2 separate regions of the Bos taurus genome follow, and region 2 is linked to region 1. Evidence: chromatin contacts called from public Hi-C data. All regions are on one chromosome and are shown on one strand. The core of a region is the stretch at or near the end of the contact, and the rest is flanking DNA. Distances in the headings are between cores, read along the strand shown. Region 1 has its middle 44 kb from the start of TARBP1. Region 2 has its middle 100 kb from the start of IRF2BP2.

Region 1 (2,700 bases), core at 141-2,640:
TCACCCCACCCCCATTTTTATTATTATTTAGACTCTGAAAGTCTTGGAATGAGGGAAGCTTTTGCTGTTGGTCTTCTGTGTAAGATTTCACATCAGTTCCTTCCATCTAAGTATGACCTAGAAAATAAAGAAGAATGTGCATAATTGAACTGAGCTTTTAAAATGGGTTCTTCTTTATCACTCTTGGACAGTTAAAATTGCCGTGCCTGAGAAAGAGAAAATGCAAAAGTGGCCCCTTAGCCCATTATAGAGGACACTTGACATAAGCATTCAATCCAAGGCTGATTAAAATTTGCATAATTCATCTTATTATTTATTCTAAAATAATTGAAAAGCAGTGGTCTTGAAGATAGAATTTTTCAAAAGCAGTATTTTACGCAGAGGTTTTAAAAGGAATCAGCCCATTTATTCGATAATGAAAAAAATCATTATTTTCACATTCCCACCTAATGTCTTCTGTTTTCTTCCATCTTCATTTAGCTCAGCTGGGAATTAGGCATATTCCTTAGTTATGCTTTAAAAAAACTAATAGTATGAAATAATAGTATCTTTTGTCGACAACTGGCCTTATTCTATGGAAAGACACCTGAATGCATTTTTAGGTGCTGCTTAGCTTTGTGTTGGTCTTTCCTTCCTTTGCCTCCCTCGTTTTTGACACAATGTATAGGTTTTCAGCACACCAGAATCTGGGGTTCTGTCTCACTCTCTGTATACATATTTTTTCCTTTACTATCTTCTATAAAAGGAGCTTGCTATTGATTGCAGCTGACTGAGCCGCTTGAGTTGATATCCAAGCAACGCTAACCCAGAGAGGGATTAGCATTACATCAGCCGCCCGGCGAGGGAGCCTGGCAGCCGGCCCGCCTGTAAAAACGGAACGCGTTTGCGTCACTGATCCCTTGGTAATGCTTCTTGGAGCCTTGTCAGCTGTCCCCTGAGGTTGTTTCCTTAATATGTCAACAGACATTCCTGAATCTTTCATGCCGAATGGTTCTTTTCCTTTTCCAAAAACACTTAGATGACCCAGCAGCTGGTGCCTCCTGTTGCTGGAATCTTTCAAAATGTAATTTTTTTTTCATGAAATAGGTGTTTTTGTTCCGTTCCAAACATTCGAGGGGGATTTAGGAAGGTTTCGATTTCTGCTTCTCCACGTTAGAGAACCTATTTTTGAAGAAACAGGGCAGCCAGTTTAGGGCAGAGAGCTGTTTCTCTGCTTTTATCATCCCTGGGAAAAGCCTTTATTCCCTCACCAGCTTATCCAAACCCTCCAATTACCCTGTGACCTTGTGACCTTTCATAGAGCAAAATGGCTGGTTGAAAGACCCAGCTGAAATTTGCCTCCATTTGTGATTTGCTCTCTGATCTTGCTTTAAGAAAGTCAGCCAGACCTTGTGGGCAGTGACCTTGAGCAGCCCCTGCATGCTGAGAGCCACAGATAAGAAAGATGTGTCAACCACTGCCCACGTGATACCTATTTCCTCATTTTCCCCACGTCATTATTTGCTGATCTGGTAACTTGATCTCCACTTTCATCCTGGAATATTTTACTTTGAAGAATACCATAGCCAAGACCCTGGTGCTGGAAAAGATTGAAGGCAAGAGGAAAAGGGGGCAACAGAGGGTGAGATAGTTGGATGTCATTACCGACTCAATGAACATGAGTTTGAGCAAGCTCCAGGAGCTAATGAAGGACAGGGAAGCCTGGCATGTTGCAGTCCATGGGTTTGCGAAGAGTCAGACACAACTGAGCGACTGAACAACAACAACAAATAGCCAAGTGGATAAGAGAGCCTCCAGCTAACACCCCTGCCTTCTCTCTTTCTGAAAAGTGAGCAGAGCTCCTTGAAGTTCAAGGAGCTTCCCCTGCACAATAACCCTCCAGATTGTTATGCAGTGGCTATAGCAGTTAATCACGGTCAATAGTTGGAACATCGTAAATTTGGAGAGAAGTCATTTGGTTGGTGGGGAGGGGCATTGTTATTAAGTTCACTTAATCATGAGTGACGATGTTGGAGGATTTGGGGGAAAAGCCACTTCCGCTTGTGTGAGCATCAGTCTCCACCGTGGAGGGGCGCCTTTCATCACCAGCTCCCGGGGAGGTCGTAGGTCTGGTCCTCTGGAAATGCACTGAGAGCCCTGAGAGTTTTGTGGCTCTGAAATCTGCCTCTGAGCAGGGCTGTGGAGGATGCCACTTCCTCCTGCCAGTGGATGGAACAATCCCCCTTCTGTTCTATAATCCCTGTGCCCTTGGTGCACAGCCTCCTGGGAACTCGGCCATCATCCCCACTGAAGAAGGTCCCCTGGTTCACAGGAAAAGAATGGAAATGGGGCTGCCCAGGAGGGGAGACATTTAGAATCACTGGGTCTTAGCACTGAAAGGAATTTTTAGAGACTGAGTGAAACCCAAGCTCCTCATTCATTTTGAGAATGAGAAATACGAAATCCAGAGAAGTTGAATGACTCTGCTGGTACAGCCAAGTTGGTGTCAGGGCTAAGAACTGGTCTCACTGCCCAGGTCTGTGTCTTTCTCAGCATGACTGCCTGCTCTCCTCCGGGGTCAGTCCAGGGGTTAGACCATGGTCCTCTTTGCCAAGTGCAGTGCCCTGTCCAGTGGAATGTGAAGCCCAAGGACCATTGAGGCTATGGGCAGTGTGGATGTGAGCAGTAAGGATGAAATTCAACTCCGGGTGGGGTCGGGGC
Region 2 (2,700 bases), core at 99-2,598, 190 kb before region 1:
CTTGGGCTGTGTCCTCCCAGACACCTTTGCTTTCATCCCTGGACCGAGGAGGTGGTCACGTGTGCTCCTGAAAGTGAATGCCCCTTTCAGAGGGCCTGGGGATGGGGTGGGGTGGGCGTCGGAAGGAAATGGTCAGCTGTTTCACAGTGAGGCCTCCGCAGGCATGTGAGAGCAGCCCCTGCTGTGGCCTTGCCTTCTTCCAAATAAAGGAGCCAGGAAACGGCCAAGTTGGTCCTTGTGGCAGAAACTTCTAGAACCAGAAGAGGCCCTTCCCAGCATCGGGGGTGGGGATGTCAGATTTTGCTCTGGGCAGGGCGGGGGGTGGTGGCTGGCAACCAAGTCCCACTTGTATGTAACCTGGCAGCTCTCTGCCTGGAGACTTGCCGATGGTCACGATGTGTCACCTCCCAGGAGATGTTCCACTTTCCAAGCAGGTGGGAACTGAACCTGGTTAAAAATAGCGACACCGGACTCATCACAGAGTCCCCTTGTAAAGCAAAACCGTGGGTCTCCTCCAAGTGGCACAAAGGACCGGCCGTGGCTTTTGGGTTCCCTCTGGGACTCTGGGGGCTGGGGTCTCAACTGCACCAAATCCCCCAGTGCCCTCCCCTGCAACACTCCGGCGCCCAGCACAGCCACCAGCAGAGCCCCTCAGCCGTGGCCGCTGGCCACCTACCCTCACTGGGTTTGCCTCAGTGACTGGGGACCACTGCGACGGTCCACACCCTCTCCCCGCCTTCCTGCTCCCTTTAGTGCCTGGTGGACCGGGGTTTCTGGAGCTTTCTCAGAACCGTGGACACATTCCCAGTGGAAATCATGACATTTTCCGTTTCACATGACGCACTCCACAATGCCTCAGGAAAAGAGAGAGAGAAAGAGAAGGCAAACAGGGCCTGGGAGCCAGCCCCTCTCTGTCAACAGCCAGGCCAGGTCCTCTGTTTATCCTGGAGTCACCTCCCCGGGGCTTGACAGTCAGCCTCCGTGTTCTCTCCTGCAGTCAGAGGCCCGACGACTAGGTTAACTGCCTTTTCTCTCTGCTTCTTGGCACATCTGGGTGAAGGCGTGCCTCCCTACTTTGTTGTGTTTTTTTTAAACTTTACTTTCGACTGCCATGGTAACTGCTGCATGTTTGGCAAAGGGAAAGAGGGAAAAAAAAAAAAAAAAGCTCGGGGAGAAGAAAAGGAGCTCTCAGCGCAGGGCTGGCGGCCGTCCAGGGTAATCATGCTGCAGAGCTGAAATGAGGCCTCTGGCGGGCAGCCAAGTTACAAAGAACAAAGCTGTCAGTTCCTAATGTTGGCGGCAAAGCCTGCTTGGCACCCTTATATGGTTTCCCAGAACTCCCTGCCTTGGCTGCCTTCCATTCCCTTCAGGGCAGCAAACAGGATTAGCCCAGCTCTGAGTTGTTTTTCTTCCCTCTCCTCCAACTGTTTCCAATGACATCATCCTCGCTGCACTCATTTGCCAGCAGGGTGGTTTTTCTCTCTCTCTCCTCCCACCCCCCTCTCTCCCTCCATCTCTCACACACACACACACCTCCACTCCCACTTCCTTCCTGTAGCCGCCCCCCCAACCTCCTCTGACTTGCTCGAAGCGCACTGTTTGAGGTCATGCTTCTTGTCCGGCATCTCTGTGAAATGCACACACGCCCCGGCGCTTGTCCATTTCGCTGAATCAAGCCAGACGTTGTATTTTATTTTTATAACTGAATTCCTGTGAGATAAAAATCTCATTTTCCTTCGCAGGCTGTAATCAGCACTTGCAGGGCTGTGGTTTCCAACTGCCCCATCTCGTGCTTCCTTACCAAGCACCGCTGAGAAATGAACTTGGCTGCCATTCAGGTTTAAAGGGCCCGCGGCTAGTCATACGTTACTGGTTCACACACACACACACGCACAAACACACGATGTGCACACAAAGACTATTGCATGCGCACACCCACAGGCACACACACCCACTGGGCTACACAGACAAAGGGTATGGAGATACCCCCCGAGACAAACAGACACACACACAAGCAGCACCGAGGGTCATTCTTTCCCTTTCAAGAAAGAGAAGAGGTGAACAAGTAGAAGCCAAAAGCTGCTTCCGAAAAGGCTGGTTTCAACCAGCAGGCAGGCAAGCGTTATGCAACTGTCTGGGTTCATGAAAGGAATCGAGGTTCGCTGACTGCACAAGTGTTCCCCCGCCCCCGCCCTGCCCCCCCCCCCCACTCTGATTCATGAACTAGTTTTCAGATTCATGAATCACTCGGGAGCCAGCAAGAAAAAAATGAGTAGTATTGATCTCATTTCAATTGAAATGGGCTCATTATGGCCACACAGGGGCAGGGTGCAGACAACTTCCTACCACCGGACACTCGACCGGCATCCTGGGTCTGCAGGGAGGCTCCCCCACCTGTGGGTGGGGCAGGAATGCTTGAGGACAGGCTGGCTTTTGCAGAGGAGAGGGTTCCCCCTCTCCTGATGATTAAATAGGCAGAATCAGATCTATTGGTATGAGGAGCTGGGGCTGGACTCCTCTGTCCTCCTTCGGCACATCTGCAGGCTTCGTTGGATGTTCACCATCTTTTTTTTTTTTAATTTTCACTTTTAATGAAATCTTTAAGGAGGAATCTCAGTGCAAATTCATTTCTGGATTGTTGGTGGTGTCTCAAGGACTACCTAAAATAGCAATTCACCTTCTACTAGGTGAATTCAAGTT

What was found. A called contact is a pair of places that touch in the nucleus more often than the background predicts.
Region 2: a Hi-C map of skeletal muscle shows a contact between it and region 1, with 5 times the contacts expected there. The contact joins two enhancer-like sites. A contact is called at or near these places in 2 of 11 Hi-C or Micro-C datasets (liver and skeletal muscle).

The regions. Positions count from the first base shown.
Region 1 is chr28:7,312,136-7,314,835 of ARS-UCD2.0, reverse strand. No RefSeq gene overlaps it. Among named protein-coding and RNA genes, the nearest start is that of TARBP1, 44 kb to the right of the region's middle. Within about 2 kb of position 1,390, at least 51 of the 102 cell types and tissues checked have an H3K27ac peak or open chromatin away from gene starts, as enhancers often do. A contact at or near this core is called in liver and skeletal muscle, where this site is marked.
Region 2 is chr28:7,505,554-7,508,253 of ARS-UCD2.0, reverse strand. No RefSeq gene overlaps it. Among named protein-coding and RNA genes, the nearest start is that of IRF2BP2, 100 kb to the right of the region's middle. Within about 2 kb of position 1,348, at least 93 of the 102 cell types and tissues checked have an H3K27ac peak or open chromatin away from gene starts, as enhancers often do. A contact at or near this core is called in liver and skeletal muscle, where this site is marked.